Linked DNA regions of Mus musculus: regions 2 and 3 are each linked to region 1. Evidence: chromatin contacts called from public Hi-C data. All regions are on one chromosome and are shown on one strand. The core of a region is the stretch at or near the end of the contact, and the rest is flanking DNA. Distances in the headings are between cores, read along the strand shown.

Region 1 (2,705 bases), core at 155-2,654:
TTGCATGGCCGTCTTTCCCTCTTTGACAGATGAAGAAGATATAGGGGATTTAAGTACCTGGCCGGTGCAGATGGTGAGCCAGAAAGTTCAAACCCATGCAGTTTGACTGCAGCACGGATAGACTGTTGGCAGTCACAGGGTGTGAGCACACGTGGGCTCGAATCACTGTGTGGAGCTGATGGGAGCATTCTCTGGCTTCATTCCTACCACAGCTGCTTCTTTGCCCAGGAGGAAGAGAAAGGTAGTGTCGTTTGTCACTCCACTAAAAGGGCACTGTATCCAAACGCTTATGCAATAACGTTATCGACCAGCCACCCACTGGAGTGAAAGTATTGAGCCTCCGGGCTGGAGAGATGATGGCTCAGTGATTAGGAGCACTGGCTGTTCTTCCAGAGGACCTGGGTTCAATTCCCAGCAACCACATGGCAGCTTACAACTGTTTGCAACTACATTTCCTGGGGTACACTACATTTCCTGGGATACGACATCCTCACACAGACATACATGCAGGCAAACCCGCCAATGCACATAAAATAAAAATAAAAATTTAAAAAGAGACAGTATGGAGGCTCTTATTTATTCATATTCCAGACTCGCCCCCACTTTGCGTCATGTGCCAAGCCTGATCCAGCACGTTTGTGTTCTAAAGATGTAGAGCACACCAGCGTCTGTGCCTGTGGTTTTGTCACGAACAGGAATGCGCCGGCCTCAAGTCACTGTTTCCACCTGAATTTCTGGCGTGTCCACACTGCAGGGAAAGGGATGCAGAACGGAACGTGAGTACTAGCAAACACAGTTAACAAATGCGTGAGGATTTGCCCGCTAATGCTACGCCCGACTTGGATCCTCTCTAGCTGGGCTTCATAGTGCATTTGGCTCCTCGTGCTGTTCCAGAGTATGACTGTTCCAGAGTATAACAGTGAAACGATGGCACCAACGTGAGATCATCGGGAAACACGGGAAATCGGCGGAAAAGGGTTACCTTTAGAGGTGCAGAGCCCCTTCCTCTCACCTCTACGAAACCCCTTTTTTCTGTTCACCTGAGTCTCCTGAGTATCTCCTCGGGTTCCTAGTCTCGAAATTCCGTACTCAGGAATCCAAGATTTTTTTTTTTTTTTTTTAGTTAGCTTCTGGTCTCTAAGACACTGTCTAGAAACCCTGGCCTCGGTTTCTTTCTTTCTTTCGCCTTCCTCTTCTTCTTCTTCTTTTTTTTTTTTTTTTAAGTTTCCTCCAATGAAGAAACTAAGGGCAAGACTGGGAGGCAGGCTGGTGACGTAATGCAGATTGATTGGCATTGAAGTCCTGGATGTCTTGGATTAGCCACGAGTTTCACCAATCCAGAAGCAGGGGTGGGACGGTGCAGGCGCAGAGAATTGGTTTGGGTGGCTTGGATTTAAAGCGATAGACGCGGTTGGGAGTCCTACAAGACGGTCCTCGATACCCTCCCCACAAGTCTTGGGACCATTTGGGTCCCCAGATCTGGGGAGATGGTTTGCGGCGGATTTGCCTGTTCCAGGAATGCGCTGTGCGCTCTCAACGTGGTTTATATGGTGAGGTTTTGGAAATGGATAAATCTCCGGGGCGGAAAGAATGGGGGAGTTTCTAGGGGACTTCCGGCGTGGAGAGGGGTGTACTGGGGGTTCTGGGAAGCTTCCCAGAAACTTCCGGCGAAGAGGGAATTCCTGGGTACTTCCGTGGAAGAGGATAGATAGACTTCCGGTGATGAGGGGGCTTGTTTGGTGGTGGGCAGGGGTGGATTGGAGACTGAGGGCCTATAGTTCCAGTCTTCACTTTCTGCTCCAGTTTCTTCCCAAACTAGAGTTACTAGACAACGCCAAGGCTTCCATTTGTGTGTTAGGTACCTACTTACCCTGCCCTACTCTCTCTCAGTCATTCCCAGTTGCTTGGGAAGTGCGCTTAGAGATGAACAGTACTGACTGCACACCTCAAGCGCTTAGCTTGTCAAGTCCACGTCCCCTTGTAATATAGCCTTGGGCTGTGCTGCATTGCTAGAAATCTTTGGCGATGACCGGGTCTCACTGTATAGCGAGCTAGCTAGCACAGACTAACCTGGAACTTCGCTGTGCTGCGGTTGCAGGTATGAGCCACCACATCAGGCTGAATAAAGTGTATTCTTTCTATTTCTTGCAGCTTGTGGGCTTTTTGCTCATTGGCGTGGCTGCCTGGGGCAAGGGCCTCGGTGTGGTGTCTAGCATTCACATCATTGGAGGAGTCATTGCTGTGGGAGTCTTCCTTCTCCTCATCGCGGTGGCAGGACTGGTGGGCGCCGCGAACCACCATCAAGTGCTGCTCTTCTTTGTATCCTGGCCTTAGTGATTGGGGCCTGAGCGGGCTTTTCCTGGGAAGGGGACCAGGGGACCTCAAACACGTCTCTTTGTTCTTACTCTGTAACCCACACAAGTTGACGGTTTTCCCCCAACTTGATAAAAAGTGCAGTTTGTGAACAGAGAAGGGCCTTGAACTCTGCCCCCTTGCCTGCCACATCGCAGTTAGAATTACAGTGGTGAGATTTTAAAGACAGAAACTGGGCCTATGCTATGTAGTCCTAGCTTGGAGCTCACACTAGGCTGGCTACCACACAGCTTTGTCTGTCTGTCTCCCTGAATGAGGTATTTTAAATGGAAAACAGGTCTTTTTGCCCTAACTTCTTCTCAGTATATGATCATCCTAGGTTTGGTCTTCAT
Region 2 (2,705 bases), core at 108-2,607, 9.7 Mb after region 1:
TGATGTCCTTTTTTGCGCGCTCCCAGGACACTGCACACATGTGTAGTACACAGACTGTATGCAGGCAAAACACCCCGATGTATAAAAAAGGAATTTAAAGAAATGTTTATTCAGATTAAGAGATTAGTCTCTGTGACTGCAACCAAGATTTTACAGACATCTCAAGCATAGATGTTTCTTTAGGTTTTTGATGATTTCAGACCAGTCTGCATCTGGTATTTTTGTTATTATTATTATTTTGGTTATTGTTTTGCTTTTTTGTTAATTTGTTTGGCAGGGTGGGGCTGGAAGTGAGAGCAGTCAGAGGTGCTGAGTAGATCAGAGGACTACTTAAGAGGATTTGGTTCGGTTCTCTCTACGCTCCTTGAGAGCGCTGTGGGAACTGAATTTATATCAAGCACACAGGCAGCTGAGTGACCTGGTGAGTTTTTGAACGGGAAGGAAAGAAATAGGTGGAGCCGTTGGAAATGGAGAGAGATCTCTGAATCATATATCGGCGTCAAAAGGTGTGCACTTTTACGAGCCATGTAACCCCAGTTAAATAACTTATGCTCTACGAGTCCTTAGTTCTCTCATCTGTAAAACGGGATGTTTGGACCTCAAGCCACCGTTTTAATTTCCCTTCTAGCTCAGCATTCTGAATCCAGGAGTTCGTTGATTTAGGATACATCTGCTCTGTTGTACGTGCTCTAAAAATGAGGATAGAATCCTTTGAACGATGGCTGGAGAAAACCTACAACAGAGATAAAAAGGTAAAAGCAAGGGCAATGGGGGAGGAAGGGGGAAGAGGAGGATGTGAAGGAAGGAGCGGAAAAGATGCTTACAACTGCATAAAGATAAGAGATGCAAATATGCTATATGCAAATAACTCAAAAAATTCAGTTGTCTGAAGAAGCAAGAATAAGACATTGGCCAGGACATCATATCTCGCTTTTAATTGCGTACACATAACTCTCATCTCTCGAAACCTTGGAAGCAAAAAAAAAAAAAAAAAGTAGGAAAAAAATGAAAACGCAAATATATAAATATCTATCTCTCTCTATATAGATGTATATATATCTATATCTCTCACTAGATAGATCTCTCATCTATAGATATGTAGATAGATAAATAGTGCCAGAAGCAGTTTGAAAAGACAGTCTCTGAAAACAAGCGGGTTCCATGGCATGCGGTATGGCGGGGTAGCACAGGAAATCACGCCCCTGCCCCAGCCGCGGCTTAATCCTGCACACAAAGGAACGAGTTAGCGCCTCGGAACCGCCGCGGACCTTCGGCGGGGTCCCCCGTCACCAGCAGCGGGCCGCTGCGCCCTGGTCTCCGCCCCTCGGAAGTGACGTAGGGCGCCCCGCCCCCACCGCCAGATCCGCTGCTGCTGCCTCGGCGGGCCGACCTGCAGGAGGCGGCGGCGGCGGCGGCCGAGGCCGAGGGAAGATGGCGGACGGTGTGGACCACATAGACATTTACGCGGATGTGGGTGAAGAGTTCAACCAGGTACGTGAGGGTCCGGGCTCCGCCGCCGCCGCCGCCGCAGACTGTGCCGCGGCCCGGACGCCCGGCTGACCAGGGCCGCCGCGGGCCGCGAGCCGGCTTCGCTGCAGACCGTGCGCCCTTGGCGCCTCCGGGCCGCGCCGCCGTGCGCGACGGCCCCTCAGCCCTTGTTCTCGCGCGTCGTTTTGCGGGCCGCGGGGCTCTGGAGCGCGGGGCCCGGTCGCCCTGCAGCCGCCCGCCCGGTTCCTCCGGACGGTCTCCCGCTCCATTGTTGGCTCGGTGGCGGGCGCTTCCCGCCGAGCTAGGCCGCGTGTGCGGGGCGGGGAGAACGGGCCGCCGCGCCCCCTCCCCCGCGGCCGGCCAGAGGGGAAGCCCTGGCCCGGCCGCGCGCTCGCCCGCCGCCTCCATCCCGGCCCTGCCGCCTCGGGTTCCGATTCCTCCTCCCGCCGCTCCATTTTGTGTCTCTGTCCGCGCACGGTCGCCTCATGGAAGGCCGCGTTCACAGCCCTTTGTATCCCGCGCGCCCGCTCTCCCTGGGCTCCCGCTCGCCTTTGCGACGGGTTTCGGCGTGGCGCCCGGTTCCTTGCTCGCCGGTCCCCTTAAGGGAAGGCTGCTTAGGTTTGGTTCCATCCGCAACAAGTCATCTGACTTTTGGAGCCACCGATCGCATTTAAAAGTCGGTGCGTCGGCCCGCCTTGGTCATCGAGGGTTTGCAGTGCCTCCGAGGCCCAGTCCTTGGCCTTTGTGAAGCGAAATATCGGAGAGGATAAATGGCTTGCGCCAAAGACTTGGGAGCGCGGTGGCTGGACAGAACAAAAAAGATGGTGGTATCCTAGCTTAACAGACCGGAGAGACTGAAAGGGAGACCGGCCACTCGGAATCGGAATCCTGGGTAGCGTGCCTGACAAGTCGTTGTGAACGTGACTGTAGTTTGAAAGCGAAGTGTTTGCCCTGTGGGCTCGACTTCACGGTTTGAAAGGCTGGAGAAAGTGAGACGTGTAAGGTTTTCCGGTCTCACCCGCCTGGGATGCCTAGAACCAGCGTCTCATGATGAATAAATATCCTTGGAAGGGTCTGCTTGCCAGGGTTTGGATCGTCTAGCCTCTTACTGCCCTCTAAATATTTTTTTTTTTTTAGTGCATTTCCTATATTCACGGTTTTCAAATTTACACCCCACCATATTAAAAAATTCTAAGGTACGGATGAGAACCTGAATA
Region 3 (2,705 bases), core at 81-2,580, 5.5 Mb after region 1:
ACCGATTTTAGGACCTTGAGCAAGTTAAATAACTTCTTCCTGCCTTGGTTTCCCCGTCAGAAATGGGGAACAGTGGTAGCTACCTCATAACTTGTAAAGAATCCAATGAATTAAAACACAGGTCTCAGTATTAGCTTGTATTACTGTACTATCGAGTCCATACACGGCTCTCTAAAGCCCTACAGAGGGTTCATGTGTTTAGACCTGAGAAATCAGGACATGGAAATCAGAGCATATACATAAGGAACTTAATTTTAATGTAATCATGTCTAATGATCCTCATCTTCATTCCTTGAGATTACCCAAGTACCGTCATGACCAAGAAGCCTTTCCGTCATTGAGTACCTGATTTTTAAAAGCAAGCACCCAAATAATTCTCTCTAGGGAATCTCATTTGTTACAGGTGAGAAGACAGAGGGTTTTATGGTGCCTGAGTTAGTCCTGTGCCTAACCAGTGGAGTTTCCGTCTCTGTGCTTGCTAATAGTTTCACAAGTGGCTTGACTTTTTTAGAAGTATTATGTGGTATTTTACTGTGTATCACTTCTGTGGTAAACATGTGAAGTCCTTTGGCTTAGTCATACTTCATAACTTTTGAACGTTGGGTTTTTTGTTGGAAGAAACTTGGATGAATCTGTCATGTCATTAACAGAACTGAAATATTCTATTGTAAGACGTGCATTTGCGGTTAGAATGGTCTTGTTGCCTAAACTGTCTAAAATTCTAATAAAATAACTTTCTAAGAAGTCATTGGAGTGGGCCTTTTAAAATCTCCATTTTGAGTTTGATGAAAACGGATTAGAAGTGGGCAGAGATTCAGCTTCAGCCCCCTGTTTCAGTCAACGCCTCTGCCAGCCCTTAACCACTCCCGGCTCCCGTCCTCGGAGATCTGCTCGCCCTCGGTCTGGAGGGTGCCTTAGGTAGAAAGAGGAATTTGGTGCATCGTGCTTCCTTGGAAGCAAATCCTTGTAAGGAATGCCTGCTTGAGCAGGACCTGATCATACAGCAGTTTACCTCTTAAGTTGTCAAGTTCAAGTCTCCAGTGTTACCATTTTCAAAAACAGAAACTGAAAGCGACTTAAAGAGTACTGATGGCATGAACGGATACTTGCTTCACGCAGCAGCCAAGCGACGTTGAAACACAAACCCGCCCCATCTACTCTGCGAAAGCGATCGGCGGCCAGCCCGCTGTCCACGGGTGGCCGTGGGCGTCACCTCCTTGCCGCACGCCGGCCGCCCCGCACTCCCTTAGCTCCTCCCGCCCGCACTGGAGACTGCAGCCCAGCGAGCTCGGCCGCCGCGGAGTACGCACGCGCAGGCGCGCCCCGCACTCGGTCACGTGCTCCGTGGCCCGGGCTGGCGAAGCCGGAAGTAGCCTGGGGCGCGAGAAGGCCCGGGAGCCGCGGGCTGTACGCGGCGGACACTCGCGGGGTAAGAGGGGCGGGCGGAGGCCGGTGGGGGCGGACGGGGCCGGAGGGGCCGGGCGGGGGCGCGCCCAGGGGTCGGGGAGGCGGCGTGCTGAGTCAGCGCGGGGCCGCGGCCCCGGGAGCCCCGCAGCCTCGCGCTCGCCCGGGATGGGCCCTGGCGGCCGCCCGGGCACCGGGGCTGCCCTGGCCGGAGTTGACTCGCCGCTCCCACCCTTGGTCCAGCTGCCGCCGCCGGCAGTTTTTAGACGGACTGGCGTTCCCGAGGGTTGACTCACCCGAGGATACCGGCACCAGACGTTTTTAATGTACACAGCGAAATGCAAACCCCCCTGTCTTCTCGTTCCTCCCCGACCTGCTGGATTTATTTCCCGGATCCATTCCCCTGGTGTTTTCTGTCAGGCGTCCCAAGACGGATTCTCCCCCGAGAACTGTCAAAACCCGACCTTTCCCATTCCGGGACCTCTGCTATCTACGGAGTAAATGGGTGACATAGAGGGAGAGTTGGGAAATCCTGGAACTTTTGTCCCTACACCATGTCACCAGACCTGTTTTATCCTCGGTAACTTTCGCTTTAAGCAATCAAAGGAAGTAGACTGCCTACAGAATCACAGATAACTTACTTGTTGAATGCCAGATAATACACTTGTCAGGATTTGGGGAGATTTACATAGCAAGCATCCGTTGGGTGTGCTGAGTCATGTTTTAGTCCCGAGGGGGTTCCTGGAAAAGTTTCAGACCATTACTATTGCGGACCCATCTTTTTATATTGGTATAGAGAGAGAGCTTATCTTATATATCTTAGCTGATAAATATGTTTTCAGCTACCCACTAGAGACATATGCGCACTTGGTGATGAATCTGTCCTTTACAGTTATTTAACAGCAGTGCAGCATCAATTAGGGAAGGTTTCCCGTTACATATTTGGGTTTATCGCCCCTTGAATGGAGCGTACGTAGTTAAGTGGTAAGTGCATTTGTTGTTTTCGAAAAGGGTTCCTTTTTTGCTTACTTCAAATAGACAGATGGCTGTACAATTTCTTATCTAAATTACATAGGTGATAAAATTCTAAGTATAAGTACTGTGTAAGAGATTGTCGAACCTTGGACTCTTGGGCATTTCCCAGGACCCTAACTTGGAAGATCAGAGTTCTAGCTTACTGGAAATGGACTTGCTATCTGACCTCACAACAGTCTTAAAGGAGTCTGATCTGTCTGGTGTTGGTGCCATCTATTCGGTTGCATGGCCTTCTTGTGTTAAAAGTCAAGTCTGCAGTTGGTACA

Evidence for each region. A called contact is a pair of places that touch in the nucleus more often than the background predicts.
Region 2: a contact with region 1 is called in a Hi-C map of B cells, with 5 read pairs. The contact joins the promoter of Cpsf6 here to the promoter of Tspan31 in region 1. A contact is called at or near these places in 1 of 39 promoter capture datasets (cranial neural crest) and 1 of 484 Hi-C or Micro-C datasets (B cells).
Region 3: a Hi-C map of B cells shows a contact between it and region 1, with 5 read pairs. The contact joins the promoter of Tbk1 here to the promoter of Tspan31 in region 1. A contact is called at or near these places in 1 of 39 promoter capture datasets (cranial neural crest) and 1 of 484 Hi-C or Micro-C datasets (B cells).

The regions. Positions count from the first base shown.
Region 1 is chr10:127,068,960-127,071,664 of GRCm38.p6, reverse strand. Tspan31 (tetraspanin 31) reads left to right here and starts at 1,404. Exons shown (of 6, transcript NM_025982.4): 1 at 1,404-1,550; 2 at 2,152-2,319; 3 at 2,677-2,705. The coding sequence starts at 1,488. It overlaps A730063M14Rik (RIKEN cDNA A730063M14 gene), which reads right to left and starts at 1,184. Exons shown (of 2, transcript NR_040660.1): 1 at 1,041-1,184; 2 at 564-748.
Region 2 is chr10:117,375,625-117,378,329 of GRCm38.p6, reverse strand. It overlaps Cpsf6 (cleavage and polyadenylation specific factor 6), which reads left to right and starts at 1,357. Exons shown (of 10, transcript NM_001013391.2): 1 at 1,357-1,491. The coding sequence starts at 1,432.
Region 3 is chr10:121,585,419-121,588,123 of GRCm38.p6, reverse strand. Tbk1 (TANK-binding kinase 1) reads left to right here and starts at 1,330. Exons shown (of 21, transcript NM_019786.4): 1 at 1,330-1,429. It overlaps Xpot (exportin, tRNA (nuclear export receptor for tRNAs)), which reads left to right. Exons shown (of 25, transcript NM_001081056.2): 25 at 1-744.